Regions from separate parts of the Mus musculus genome. Here region 2 is linked to region 1. A link is a contact called in public promoter capture Hi-C data. All regions are on one chromosome and are shown on one strand. Each heading gives the region's core, a stretch centred on a gene start, on an enhancer-like site or on the middle of the called end of the contact. The rest is flanking DNA. Distances are from core to core; before and after follow the strand shown.

Region 1 (7,367 bases), core at 1,375-3,874:
AACACACACAGCGTTTGGAGCAACCATCCCAGTTCCAGCTCTGTGGACAGAGATGACTCCGGTCCACAGTGTCCCCCTCCCTCTGGGAATGGCCAGCCATGGAGAATAACAGGAGAGAGGAGAGAGAGAGATGGTGGGGCCATCCTCCATACCAATGGCTGACTATGCTGCAGGCACCTTGCTGGGCTTTGGGTTTTTATGGCTGGTCCTAAGCTCAGGCATTAGAAATGTCAATCAGCTGTGTTCTTCACTTTGATTGTCATTGAAACTGCCAGAGGAGATCACAGGACCCTACCTGCCTCCTCCAGTCTTCCAGGTCAACCAAATGTTCAACCTGCTAGAGTCTCAAAGCTCAGACCACTGACCTGGCTACTGTCCTTCCTAGCTTTCACTTCTTCCAAGTTAGGGAGTTTGTGAGCGGGCAAGTTTAGCCTTATCTAGACCTCTCTACGGGTTGCCGTCAACAACAGGGACTCTGTTTCTGAGTCACATGGAACAGCTGACAGCTTGGTGCATCAACCCTTTTTCCTGTTAGGGGGCGCTTTGGAGATTCCCTTAGCCTGAGTTCCTGAGAGGCAGGCCCACCCTAGAGCACCTACCAGAAAATACCTGGGTTCTGTTCACAGATAAAGGTGTACCTCCCACCAGAGCAGCTTTCCAAAGGCTTTCTGGCCACAGCCTATGACATGACTCTTCTCTTAGAGTTACATTTCTACTGGCAAAGCCTAACAACAACAATGACTTCTGACCTTCTAAAATCGGCAGCAGAGAAAATGAACTGGAGCAGTAATGGGGGTGGGAAGCACTCCACAAAGACATTCTGTACCATTCACAACTTCTGTTTGTTGTTGGCTGGGTTCTTTTCCCCCCTTCTTCCCCTTTCCAAGTGTGTGTGTGTGTGTGTGTGTGTGTGTGTGTGTGTGTGTGTGTTTTCAAATGGCAGAAAATATTTTCCAGCTACACTGTGCTGGCATTGCCAAGCTCATGCTGATGCCAAGGTTATAAAAAGCAGCTGTGGAGAGACTTCACAGAAGGGCTTGTCCGATCAGCTTCCAAGACACTAACTTTCCTCTAAGAACCCCACCTTCTTCACTACGTACCTGAGGGGGACACATGTGTGGCCATATTACAATAGTTATGTGCAAGATACTTGAGTGGCAGGTCTTTATGATCCCTCAGTCCCCAAATCCTCACACTCAACTGAATGTGATGGCACACGCCTGTAATCCCAGCACTCAGGAGGTGAAGGCAGAAGGATCAAGAATTCAAGACTATGGCCATCTACAGACAGAGCAAGTTCAAAGTCAGCCTAGGATATGTGAAATACTCTCTCAAAGGTTCAAAAGTTTCTCCCTGCACCAAAAGAATCTCTCTCTCTCCCTCTCTCCCCCTCCCCTCCCCCCCCCTCTCAGACACACACACACACACACACACACACACACACACACACACACACCAAAAACTGTTCCAAGATTCCTGCTACAGTTGCCAGGAAGGCTCAGAAGGGCAGGATAAGTTTGGGCTGCAATGGTGAGAACACATGGTGGCCCTCATGGGCCAGTTCCCCTACCAACACCCCCTCTTCCTCCCTCCTCTGCATGTGAGTGTGTGTGGAAGTGAGTTCATCTGTGTGTGCACATGTGTGTGCATGCATGCATGTGTGTCCGGGCATGCATGTCTGTGTGCATGTGTGTGTGTGTGCATGTGTGAGTACCTGTGTGTGTATGCTTGTATGTGTGTGTGTGCATGTGTGTAGGTGTGTATATGTGTAAGTTCATCTGTGTGTATGTGTGTGTGAGAGTGCATGCATGTGTGTGTGAGTTCATCTGTGTCAGTGTATGCTTATGGGTATAACTTAACTGTGCATGTGTAAGTGTGTTCATCTGTGTATGTGTGTGTGTGTGAGTTAGTTCATCTGTGTGTGAGAGTGTGTGAGCTCATCTGTGTGTGAGTTCATCTGTATGAGTGTGTGTATGTGTGTGTACAAATGAGTTCATCTGTGCATGTGTGTGTGTTTAAGTGTGTTCATCTGTGTGCGTGTGTGGATGGAAGCCAGACACTGACTTTAGAGCCTTTCTCTACTGTGCAACACTTTCTCACTGAACCTAGACATCACTGCTTTGGCTAAACTAGCTGGGCAGAGAGCTCTAAAGCTCTTCTTGTCTTCCATGTCTCAGCCCCAGCTCTGGGGTCACAGGCATGTGACCCAACAAGCCCAGCTTTTTATATGGGTGTGGAAGATCTGTAATCTGTGGAAGATCTGAACTCAGGTCCTTAAGCTAACATAGCAAACACTTTACCTGCTGAGCCATCTCCCCAGTCCCAAGAAGGATGTTCCTTGCATGGAACCATGACTCTCCAGAACCCCCACTCCCCGACCCGGAGACTTCCCCCAGGTCTCTCACTCTCATTCAGTGATCAGCTCCAACTCCATCTTGCCTCATCCTGTCCCTCCCACGCTGTGGGACACCCTACACCTCATTGCTGCTGCTGCTCTGCAGTGAGATCCTACTCCCTCCCTCCCTCAGTTCCAGCCTAGTGAAGACAACAGTAACCCGCACTGTGGCTCTCCTGGGTGACTAATTGGTTAATCCTGGGAAGGCCTTTGAAGCTGAAACACCAGTGTGTTACTCACAGGCTGGAGGCATGAACTTGCCCTAGGCCAGGTCTGAGTCAGCAGAGAGTGGCCTCCCACCTCCATACAGGCTGAGCCAGCCAGCCTAGGTCCTGCTCAAGGTCAAGGCTGTCCTACAGGAGAGCATGGCAATGTAAACCAAGGGAGATAGTGAGGTCTTAGTGGCCTGTGTGGGGTGGCTGTTCTGAGCCTGAGAACTGGGCCCTGTTGAAGATCACATAGCACTCAGTCCTCAGCTCATGCTTCCAAGATAGCACATGCAGCAACCTTGGTCAGGACAATATTTCCTGGTCATCGTTTGGAGAAATATTTTTTCCCACAGCAAATTCCTTAGGAGCCACAGCCTATCTCCTTGCGATCTCCTTAGGTGGGAGGGCAGTGCTGTCAGCCTAAGTCTTGGGAGAAAGATGTGGGCAACTTGTGGATTCCCTCGGCCTTCTCACACGCATCTCTCTTGTGAGGGTGGAGGTGATGGCTGAGACCGGGCCTCACTCTTAAAACCAGGCTGGCCCTTGAACTCACTGTGTAGCCTAAGCTAACCCTTTACAATTCATTTGCCTCAGCCTCCTAGCATGCCTGGCCATCCCATCTGCCTATGGGAGGAAGAAACTAGTCAAGTGTGATGGTAGGTACCTATCATCCCTGCATTCAGAAGGTGGAAGAAGAGAGATCAGGAGTTTAGTGATAGCCTGGGCTACATGAAACCAACCCTGTCTCAGAAAAGAAACAAAAGGCAGGCAAGCAGGCAGGTAGGAAGGGAAGGAGGGAAGGAGGGAGGGAGGGAGGGAGGGAGGGAGGGAGGGAGGGAGGGAGGGAGGGAGGGAGGGAGGGAGGGAGGGAGGGAGGGAGGGAGGCTGGTAGGCCAGTTTACAAACCAGAGGCCAGCCCTTGTGCTGATGCCCTTAACCCTTCCAGCAGGGTTTTGTCACCAGAGCTGGGAGGCAAGAACTGACAGCCTTTAAGATGCAACCCAGTGTCAGATTCCCCAACAATGGAGCAGCAGGTCCCCACACCCTGCCCCCCCACCCTCCTGTAGTGACCCCCATATGATCTGGCCCCCCAACCTCTGCCTTTCCTCTGCCCTCTCTGCCATTTCCTTCTTCCAGAAAACAACCTCCCTGGCCAGAAGGATTTCAGGCACTTCTGCTTTTGTTCTAAAGCCACCAGCTCTTATAATATTTTCTGCTCCTCTTCCCAGGGACTCTGAAACACACAGATGACAACACTTTAAAAACAAAGAGCCGAAGGCGGTGGCACATGTGTATCGCCCCAGCACTTGGGCGGCAGAGACAGGCGGATCTCTGCGAGTTCAAAGTCAGCCTGGTCTACAGAGTTAGATCGGGTCTCAAAAAAAAAAAAAAATTACATTAAAATTAAAACACAAAAATCTGAAGTAAAACCAGGAGGGACTGCTGTCAGCTTGGGGCAGGAAAGGGGAGAGCGGAGAGCTTGTGAGTGGAGGCCTGGATCTGGCCAAGGGGCAGGGCACAGCGGTAGACTGAGCAGAGAGCTTTCTGTTTGGCTTGGGTGGCTGCAGAGGTAGAAGTGGCCACTGGGAGAGAGCTGCTAAGATTTGCAAGACAAGAGCCTCTTTTCTCAATTCTCACACTGCCATCAAGTGGCCCAGTGAGCCAGTGCAGGATGTCTGTGCCAGCCTGAGCTACCTGGAGAGAAAAAAGGGTTGGGACTTTACCTAGGGACTCAGAAGCACCCCCAGCCTAGAGCTCTGAACTGTTCGGTAAATGCCAATCCCTGGCAATATAATCAGAGATGTATACATCCGGGCATGTGCACAGTGTCTAATCAATTCCATGCATTCAGGCAAGCAAACTCACAAGTGCTTGCTGGGAACATCAGCACACAAGGAGACATCTCTGTAAGAATCAGTACAAAAGCCACCGTCTCAGCTGGGCATGAGACAACACACCTATGATCCGAGTACAAAGAGGAATCTCTTCCTTTACTTTTATGTCATGGGTATTTTTTGAGTATGTATATCTGTGCACCATGACCGTGTACTCCTACTGCTCATGATGATAGGGAGAAGGCATCAGATCCCCTGAAACTGGAGTAACAGACAAGTGTGAGCTGTTGTATAGGTGCTGGAAATGGTTTCAGGTCCTCTGGAAAGGCAGCCAGCCCTTTCAAGTGCTGAGCCATCTCTCTGGTCCCATAGGTAGGAAGATGTTGGTCACAAGTTCAAGGCCAGCCTGAACCAGGTAACTCTGTCTCAAACTGAAAGGAATGGGATGAGATGATATCTCAGTGGGTGAATTCCTTGCTGCGCAAGCACGAGTTCAGGTCCCCAGAACCCATTTTGAGAAAGTGGGGGTGGGAGAGCATGGCATGGTGTTATGTGAACATCCTGGTGCTAAGGAGGCAGAGGACAAGAGGGGCTCCTGGGATGCCAGTGTAGCTGAACAGTGAGCTCCAGGCTTGGTGATATTCTAGAAAAATAAGGTGAAGAGGAACAGAAGACACTCAACATGGATCTCTGGCCTTCATATATACAAGGACACACATGCATGTACACAAGCACACCTGCACACAATACACACACACCACAGAAGACTTAGAACTCAGCAGTCCTATGTTTAGGTAACTGAGAGAGGAATGAGGAGGGAGGGGATGCCTAACGGTTCAAGTCCTGACGCTCTTGTATCTCTGAGGAGGTGGCCTCGCCTGAGGAAACAGGAAGCAGGGCAAGATCCAGGAGATCCAAAGTCAGCTCTGAGGCCTAAATATGCGACCCGGTAGGGCAGGACTTCAAGCCTCATTCCCTATGGTGGCCAGCTTTGATTGTCAACTTGGAACAACCTAGAATCATCTGGAAGGAGTCTCAGTGGGGGACTGTGTGCGTCGGGTTGTCCTGTTTGTGGGACATTGTCTTAATCTATGCAGGAAGACCCAGCCCACTGTGGGCGACACCATTCCTAGGCAGAGGTTCCTAAACTGTATACTAATAGAGAAACCTAGCAGGAACAAACAAGAAAGCAAGAATATATACATTTATTTCTCTCCATTCTTGACTGTGGGTGATATATGACTGGCTGTGTGAAGTTCTGGCGTTGATTTCTTACCAATGATGGGCTGTTACTTGGGGTCTGAAAACTAAATAAACCCTTTCTCCTCACTGCAACAGAAATGGCACCAGGATACTTCCTTTCCCACACACCTCTGTTCACCTCACATTTGCCTTTTTTGAACATTGGGTAGCATAACCACGTTTGGAGTGGGTTCCTACGGTCCCATGCTTTAGACACACTCCTGCCAGGCCTGCAGAGTCACTGTCATCAAGTCATGTAACTCAAGACCTGGGTCACTGTTGGCTGGACAGAAAGTGGATGAATGTCCTATAGAAAGAAGGCCATTCAAATCTCCCTCCTACAAAACAGAACTGTGTCAAATTTGGAGACAGTCAGTCTCTGCTAGGGTCTAAAGCTGTACATGTTAGCCAAGGACTGAGGAAGCAGAGAGGCAGCCAGCTGCTGCTGTTCACACCCATTCAGTCTCCCAGCACTCACCCCTGGCACCTCTTCCCTGTGACTTGTTCACAAGAGCCTCTTCTCTTGTTATAGTTTGATTTTTTTTTTCACAGTGGAGATCAGTCAGGGTCTTGTGCATGTTTAGCAAGTGCTCTACTACTGAGTTACATCTCTAGCACGAACTTGCGAGTGTGTGTGTGCGTGTGCATGTGCATGCACGTGTGCTGTGTGTGTCTGTGGTGTGCATGTGTGTGTGGTATGCATTGGCGTGTGTATGTGGTGTGCATGTGTGTATGTCGTGCTTATGTGTGTGTTGTGCATGTATGTTGTACATGTGTGTTTGTATGTGCATTCATGTGCACAGGTGTATATGTGTGTTTGTGTGCTTGCATGTGCAGGCCGGTAGACCACCTCAGTTTGTCCTGCAAACACTTTGTTCATTTGACAAAGTCTCCCGCTGCCCTGGAGCTACAGGGTACTACATAGTGTGGCCGGCCAGCCTCTGAGACTTTACCTTTCCAGCTTTGGGGAGGGTGAAGGGTTGAACTCAGGTCCTCATGCTTGAAAGACAAACATTTTAGCAACTGAGCTATCTCCACAGCCAGTCTCAGCCCTTGAGATGAGGCCTCACCAGGTTTCCCAGGTTGGTCTTTGAACTTGCGAATCCTTCTGCCTCGGCCTCTGAAGCAGCTGAGATACTGGCCTGAACCACCACACCCAGCTTCCAAGAATGAGTACCTCTGTTAAAAACTTCAAAACACTAGGCAAGCCAGGTGTAGTGGTATGTATGTATGCCTTTAATCTAAGCTTGACAGGGAGAGGCTGACAGATCTCCCTGTGTTCAAGGTCAGCCTGGTCTACACAGTGAGTTCCAGACCAGTCAGAGAGATACAAAATGGGACCTTGTCTCAAACTAACAAACAATACATTGGATAGATTGCCCTAAAGATTTTCCCAGTTCTAAGGCATAACATCTATCTGGCCCAGTGCAGCACACCTCATTTCCTGAGGCCACAGCCTATTTCCAAAAACATAGGGTACTTTCTAAAAAGACTGCAAGCTTATGAATTACAATGCTCAACATACAGCAGCATGAAAAGACTCAGCAAATATTGACACTGTTAGCTCTACCTTTTCAAACATTCTTTACAAACCATTCATTGTTCTCTGGGATGTCAGATTTAATCTGAAAAGCATTTTATAGTTTGTTTCTACCCGTACTACCCCTGCTGACTACAGCAATGGTT
Region 2 (7,367 bases), core at 2,194-4,693, 52 kb after region 1:
AGATGGAACGAAGGCAGATTAACAGAATTAAAGAATAGTGACTGGACTTGAGAAGGTAAGGCAGGAGGATCTTAAGTTCAGACTGGCATAGAGTGCTACGCACACTCCAGTGAAGTTTGCTTGGCAGGCCGAGAGGCCTGGAAGCACTCATGAGGCAGAGTTTCACGGAAACTCACCTCCTGGAGTTTTGGCGTTCTCATTAACCTGTATACTCATACCCTATTCCCGCGTTAATCTGGTGTTCGGATCCATGTGCTCCCTTTTAGTATTATTTTATTATAAGTACCTTTTAAGATTGAATTCTGATATAATTAAGTCTCCCACCTGTGTTCCAACATGCCAGAAGCCAACGAGAGCTTGGAATCCGGTAGAAATGCAGTAAGGAAGTTACCTATTCAGTAACTAATTAAGCATTACAAAAGATGGATCCAGTAGCTCAGTGCTGGTCTACAGAGTGTTTACCAAAAAAGAGCCAGGGAATCCCACTGAGATAGAAATCTTCAGTACAGGCTACATTGCATATTAGAAGCAAGCTGTTGAATTCTTCTGACGAATGGAGATTCTCCACAGATACTTAAAAGTTACTAGAAATTATCAGAGCCCAGGAAATAGGAGGGTTGAGGTATTGCAGTATTCATGAGAAGGTCTGCTAAACCCCTGGTGGTGGTCTTAACAATAGACTAGCTTTACACCTGGCTCCCTTCTGAGTGGCAGTGGCCTAGTTCCCGCCTTCTTTTGATGTATACATTCCTTTTGTATTGCGTCACAGTAACTTGGTGGATTGTATCTTGTCTGGTTCCTTGCTATTCTGCTGTATAAAAAGTTTGATGCTCGACCTGACAATACATTCAGATTCTACACAACCTCCTGTCTGCGTCTGTCTGTCATTCGCCAACTCCTTGCCCATCTGCACCCAGAGACCCATCCACGAAGACAAAGGGACCCAGAGGGTCTGCGGCAATAGAGAAATACAGTTAGACTGTCTTTTCATTAAAAAAGAAAGAAAAAAAAAGACGACAGCTTCAGGACTTAGCAGCTGAGTAGCTGTGTGTGAAGAGGTGAGAGCACAGGGTAACCCCTGCAGCACTGGCTTAGGCACTTATCTAGACGTGAAGTACCATTAACACAGGAGGGTTTCAGTTTGAAGCATTTTATTTTGCTTTTTGGGTTTTGATTTAAGGAAGGTGGCATGCAACCTAGGCTGGCTTCAAACTCACTATATATGGTGTAGGATAACTCTGAGTGTCCGATCCAAGAACCACCACCTTCCAAGTGCTGGGAGACTGCAAGTATATGTTACCATGCACGGTTTAGACAAGGAACACTCCACCAAGTGAGGCACACCTCTAGCCTCAAGGAGCACTATCTTAAGGTAAACAAGAAATGTACAGGTGCAGATACAGGCAATCAAAAAGACGGAACAGGTCTAATGCTCAGGGCCGACACACAGCAGTGCCCATGAAGAACTGCTGCGAGGTGACTGACAAGAACTCCAAGAAGAAGCCGTTTCCTAATTGCAAGCTCAGGAAAGGTGTTCATCTTAATTCAGAGACAAAACAGAGAAGGGAACAGAAAGCTTGGAATGTAAAGCTTCGAGAAAGCAGTCACCGAGTGGAAGCAGCGCACAGTCCTCAGAGGGTGTGAGGGTGGTGGGGAACTAGTGTAGTGGCTCAGCAGGCAAAGGCACCTGTCCTGCAGCCAGACAGCGAATGGACTCCTAGGAGCTGGTCCTTCCACAGGCCACCTTGACAGGAATGCACTGACACACATGCAGACAACAAACGTAATAACTACTGAAGGTTTTACTGAAAGAGGAGAGTGTAAAAATGGGAAAAGAAAATAGGCTTGAAGCAGCGAGAAGGAATTGAGAGCCAAGGGTTTGTGGAAGCTGAAGTACAGCTTAGGTTGCAGAGTGAGTTTAAGGTCCACCTGGGATGCAAGAAGTCTCCAAGAAAGAATGAGGAACACTCAATAGAAAAGTAGTGTATCTGTTTGGATACTAACTCAAATATTATGTAAAAGGAATTTTAAGTTAGTAAGGGAAATTTGGTTCCTATGAAAACCAAATTCACATTTGACAGACACACTAACTCAGAAATCCCAACTCAGAAAACAGAGAAGGGGTTAAAGTCCTAACAAGGCTGGCTCAGAATCAAGAAGCAGTGATGGACACAAAGACCTAAAAAGCTGATCTACCAGTATCTGTTCGCTTAGGATAAATGGCTTTCTTGTATCTTTTAACCCTGTATGAGACTTTGTATAATGTATTTTTTAAATTTCAGAATATGCAGTGAAAAAAATTAAGATGAACATTAAAAAAAAAAAAAAAAAAACTGCCTGAGGTATTTAATATAGCAAAAAGGAGATTTCTACCAACCTGTTTGCCAGTCTTTTGTCTGCATCAGAGAGTTTCTTCACTTTCACTTTTCTCGAAGGCTCTTGCAAAACTGGCTTTTTAGTTTGGGACACACTCTCTTCTTCATCATCATCATCATCATCAAGTTTTCTTTTTTTAGATGTTTCCTTTCAAAAGTTTGAAGTCATATTTAAAACCTCAAACTTTAAAAAAAAAAAAAATCCTGACCCTAAAGCTGTGTGTTGTGGCTTATATCTGTAATTCCAGTATTCAGGAATAGAGGCAGGAGGAACTGTGCCAGGCCAGCCAGAGCTACATAGCAAAGTCCCTCCGTCTCCAAGTCCCTGAGCAGTACTCCGATGTGCCTTTCTACATGGATACTTCTTCACGGGTTACGGAGAGAAGCAGAATATTCTTGCAGCACCAGCCATTCAGTGGAAAGGTGAGGCAGGAATATAGAATCTGGGTTACCGTGTATTCTAAGCGTGCGCAACTAGTGTGATCCTGTCTCAAAATAAAAAAGTCAAGTCGGACATGGTGGGAGCGACTCTGTAATCTCAGAACTCAAGGCTGGAGAAGGATCAGGAGTTTAGTTCATCCTCGGATACATAACTGAAATTTGAGGCTTACACGGTCTACAGGTGACCCTGCCAATCAAATAGGCTGAGGGTGAAGCGCTAGCCCTGCTCAAAGGACCAGACAGTCACTGCTGTCAGGAGAGTGACCCTCTACATCTCTCTCTACCGGGATACTCAGGGTGCAGCCCGGCGACTCACCTGGGGCACAGGCACAAATACAGGAGGAGCCGATGGCTCCGCGGTGCTGAAGAGAGCGGCCAGCCGCCCCGTCCCGCCTCCAGGAGGCCGCGGGCCGCCCCGCAAGCTGTCGGCGACCTGTCCCACCAGGTAGTCGCTGGCCGCACAGCTCACGCCGTCTCCAGAGCTCTGTCTGCAAACACAAGAGCACTCTTCAGCCACGCCGCGCCACTCACCGCCAACCCATCCACACCAACGCCCGCCGCCACTCACCTCCGCTCCGAGCCCTTCCTTCTCTTGCGTTCCTCCCCTCCCAGAGCCATGCTGAAAACTGAGCTTCCGGGATGGAAGTCCTAGGTCCGCGCTTCTGGGATCCGACTAGTCATGCGTTCCCTCTGGTTCCGGGTTCCGGCAGCCTCCGGGTTCCGACTACTTCCGTTCTAAGGCTGAGCTCTTCCGCTCAGGACCACACCCCCTCTCCCCATTCAGCCCGTGGCTGCGCAGGAGCCGCGCTATGCTTAATACTAATGGTTTTGCAGTCCGCAGGCGTCTCAGGGAAACCTAGGCTGAGGGAGTGCAGCAAGTCTCACGAGTAGCTGAGGCCTCGTGTTAGTACGAGGGTCAGCTAAAACCTGACATAGTGGCTTAGGTCTTTAATCCCAGAATTTGGGGCTCGAAGTAGCCGGATTACCTCGATTTCCAGGACCGGCTAAAACCACATGGCTCCAGCATAGCTACCTCGTCTCAAATAAAACAAGCCCCCCCGCCCCCCAGGCTTAGGGAAGGCTGTCGGCCACAGCTCATTAAGGAAGGAGGTTTCCAAGAGAAATGGGGCTACAGGGATGTGTCTTAGCAGTCGGGGAAGGGTACACCTTTCCCGAAGTTTGACGTTTCAAAGTCGGCAGAAAACAAGTATTTGGGATCACAGTTTAACTGGTCACATCCTTGTACTATTCCGTCTTCAAAGCCGCCCTGTCATTTATTTTTATATTTATTTATTATTATACATAAGTACATTGTAGCTGTCTTCAGACACACCAGAAGAGGGTGTCAGATCTCATTATGGATGGATGTGAGCCACCATGTGGTTCCTGGGATTTGAACTCAAGACCTTCTGAGGAAGAGCAGTCAGTGCTCTTATCCACTGAGCCATCTCACCAGCCCCCTCCCCACCTCCCGTCATTCTTTAAGTAAATTCATACTTAGATTTTTTTTTAATAGTGGCTTATATTTGTAATCCCTGTTCTCTAGGGCCTAGGTAGAGCTTGGCCATGATTTTGAGGCTATTCTGGGATATGCGGTCGTAGCCTCTTTTGCCTGCAGGAAGTCCAGCATGTTGGGATCTCCCCAGTTACCAAGATAGAGAGACACCCAAGTGAGCTTGCAGGCCAGATTTAAAGCACATTAGGGAATGCTGGGGTAGGTGACCTCTATGTTAATATGTTGGGTCTATCTCTAGGGATACTGACATTCCATTACTGGGATGTGGGGGCTGGAAACTTGCTGGGGAGGTCTGGGAACTGTTACTGAGGAACTCTGGAAACTGCTGCTGACCCATTGTGCTTGCTTCAGGCCAGGTGGCTGGGACATTCCATTACCTGGGCATGAAAGCTGGAGCCTGGGCTTTTTCCTGTTAGTAATTGACTTGTCTGGACTTGCCCAGTTTTTAGGCCTGGTCTCCTAAACTCCTATTTGAAGTCTGTCACGGAGTCAGCCTAGGCTTCTCATTCCTCCCTTTCAGTAATGGGCCAACTCTAACCCTTGAGAGGTTTCCGAGGCCCCTGCACTAGCAGCTCCAGCCAGCCCTATGTTAAGGAAGAGAACCTAGTAACACAGCAGAAATGGCCACATTTAACTTGATTGATTGGAGGTGCTAGCTGGTTGAAGACATAAAAATCCTCAGTCGTATTTACAACCAGGCCATAAATGCATGGAGTGAGTCTCCAGGTATAAGCCCTCCAATCATTCTCTGGGGGCAGCCTGTATCCTGCATCAGTAGGGGTTACAGTATGGTTGCAGAGGTGGAAATAGACACTTCAATGAAGTGAAGATTACCTAAGACTTGAGACCAAAGAAGTGTTGCAAAACTAGCTATGCAAACCACCACCACCCTCGTCATCATCCCTGTAAACATTATGTGTCCTCCCATAGGTCTTGCCTCAGCAAAACACCTTGTGAGTCTGTCTTAGCAAAACTCTACAGGAGTCTGAATCAGCTGACATGCCCAGAAACTTTTTTTTTTGGCGGGAGGGGGTTGAGACAGGGTTTCTCTGTGTAGCCCTGGCTGTCCTGGAACTCACTCTGTAGACCAGGCTGGCCTTGGGAAAATGGAGTTACCTGTAAAGCTGACAAGGACCACAACAGTTTTTTGTTTTTTATTTTTTGTTTTGTTTTTTTAAGGGGAGGAGAGGGTAAGGGAAGGGAAGGAAAAGGCAAAAGGAGAGGAGAAAGAAGAGGGAAAGGTGTAAGAGTTTTCACAACAAAGAGATGGGAGGGAATGCCACAATCACAGCACACAGCAGACCTCTCTGGTGGGGTGGGGGCAAAAAAGTTGCCTCTGAGCTGGGATGTGAGAAAGAGAGAGAGAGAGAGAGAGAGAGAGAGAGAGAGAGAATGAATGAATCAGGCCACAATAGTGTGGGCTTTATAGCAAACTACAGAACATGCACGCATGCTCATAGTGGTGGAACCCTGTTGCTTTAGTGACACGTGTCACCTCAGCCCTTAGTGGCAGGTATTGCATTGGCTTTAATGTTGGCTTCAGAGTCACGTTGGCTTTAGTGAAATGTGTCACCTGGGCCTTTAATGATGACTACTGAAGGTAGAGTGGGGGATGGGAAGCACTGTTTCTGGAATGGGGATGGGTTTTCGTTCACTAAAGGAGGAGAAAAGGAAGGGGGGAAGGGGTGAGGATGGAAGGAGGAAAAAGAGAAGAAAGGGTGGGAGGGGATATGTCCAAGAGCACAAGAACAGTTTTCTCCTGTGAGTGTATGTGTGCATCTGTGTGTGTGTGTGTGTGTGTGTGTGTGTGTGTGTGTGTCTGTGGTTTTGTAAAGCCCAACCAACTCCATTTTTGAGAAGAACCTCCTGACCAGGGCCTAAACTCCAGTTCCAGGAGGAAAACCACAAAGTCCACTTGAGCAAACATCCTATGGCAATTCCCCCAACCCCAGCTACAGCCAGTCAGGCTACGACAGCAGGGTCAAGGTACACATAGATAACCTAAGACATCCTGAAGAGAATAGATAACCTAGCTATCCTGTTTGTCAGGTGGTTTTGCCCCCATTTTCAGTTCCTACGAATTACGTCAGAAATGCAGATTTTAAAATATTAACTTGCTGACCCGTATGGAAATTTCCCAAGCTCGCTGTAACCACAATACATACCCCGCACCCCTAGACTTGAGGCTCTTACCTCTGACGCCCTGCAACTGGGAGAGGAGAGTCCTTGCTTTTGAGCTCGTAATAAAGACCTTTGTATGTTTGCATCAGAATTAGCTCCTTGGGGGTCTTTGGGGTCCCTGCAACTTGGGCGTGACAGCTTCTGTCTTTCATTCATTCCTGTGTTGTTTGTCTTGGTTTTGTTGTTTTTGTTTGTATTTGTTGGTTTGTGGGAAAGGGTGGAACTTGTATCTGTAGCTGGTTTGGAACTCAAAATGTAGCAGACTAACATTAAACTCAAAGATCCACCAGCCTCTGCCTCCTGAGAGCAATATTTCTCAACATTATTTTATCTGTATTTTTCATAAAGACTTTTTCCACAAGAAGAGCATTCTGGTGAATGTATTCAAGGAGATGCTAACATTAAGTAGACTGTAGTGTTCTTCCTTCAGTGAATATTTGTGAGCTAGCTTTCAATGACCTTCACAGTCCAATCAAAAGAGACAAATAAATGAAAAGTTAAGTAACCTGAATTATGCAGCTCACACTCGCCATTAGCCATTAACTGAGTGCCATTAAAGAATGACTACATGGCGCTGGCAAGATGGCTCAGCAGGTAAAGCCACTTGCCACTTCCTTTTAAAACCGTGTGTGTGTGTGTGTGTGTGTGTGTGTGTGTGTGTGTACTTATTTTATGTGCATTGGTGTTTTGCCTGCATGTGTATCTATGTGAAGGCAACGTGTCAGAACTTTCAGAGCTGGAGTTACAGACAATGGCTGAGCTGCCCTGTGGGTGCTGGGAATTGAACCCAGGCCCTCTGAAAGGGCAGCCAGGACCCTTAACCACTGAGCCATCTTCACACCTCCAATGTGATT

The links. Promoter capture Hi-C pulls out the DNA fragments that hold promoters and counts their contacts.
Region 2: a contact with region 1 is called in a promoter capture Hi-C map of the HPC-7 cell line, with 5 times the contacts expected there. The contact joins the promoter of Rbm34 here to the enhancer-like site in region 1. A contact is called at or near these places in 17 of 39 promoter capture datasets (the 3T3-L1 cell line, 3T3-L1-derived adipocytes, the HPC-7 cell line and 8 more), 2 of 15 datasets of contacts at CTCF or cohesin (liver and pro-B cells), 133 of 484 Hi-C or Micro-C datasets (the AtT-20 cell line, B cells, the Ba/F3 cell line and 75 more), 11 of 115 datasets of contacts at active chromatin or transcription factors (the HPC-7 cell line, the SCID.adh cell line, astrocytes and 7 more) and 4 of 9 other capture datasets (adipose tissue, embryonic stem cells, liver and 1 more).

Annotation. Positions count from the first base shown.
Region 1 is chr8:126,916,832-126,924,198 of GRCm38.p6, forward strand. No RefSeq gene overlaps it. Among named protein-coding and RNA genes, the nearest start is that of Gm31718, 12 kb to the left of the region's middle. Within about 2 kb of position 2,625, at least 161 of the 459 cell types and tissues checked have an H3K27ac peak or open chromatin away from gene starts, as enhancers often do. A contact at or near this core is called in the AtT-20 cell line, CD8 T cells, the HL-1 cell line and 30 more, where this site is marked.
Region 2 is chr8:126,967,606-126,974,972 of GRCm38.p6, forward strand. Rbm34 (RNA binding motif protein 34) reads right to left here and starts at 3,444. Exons shown (of 11, transcript NM_172762.3): 1 at 3,385-3,444; 2 at 3,133-3,304; 3 at 2,378-2,523. The coding sequence starts at 3,434.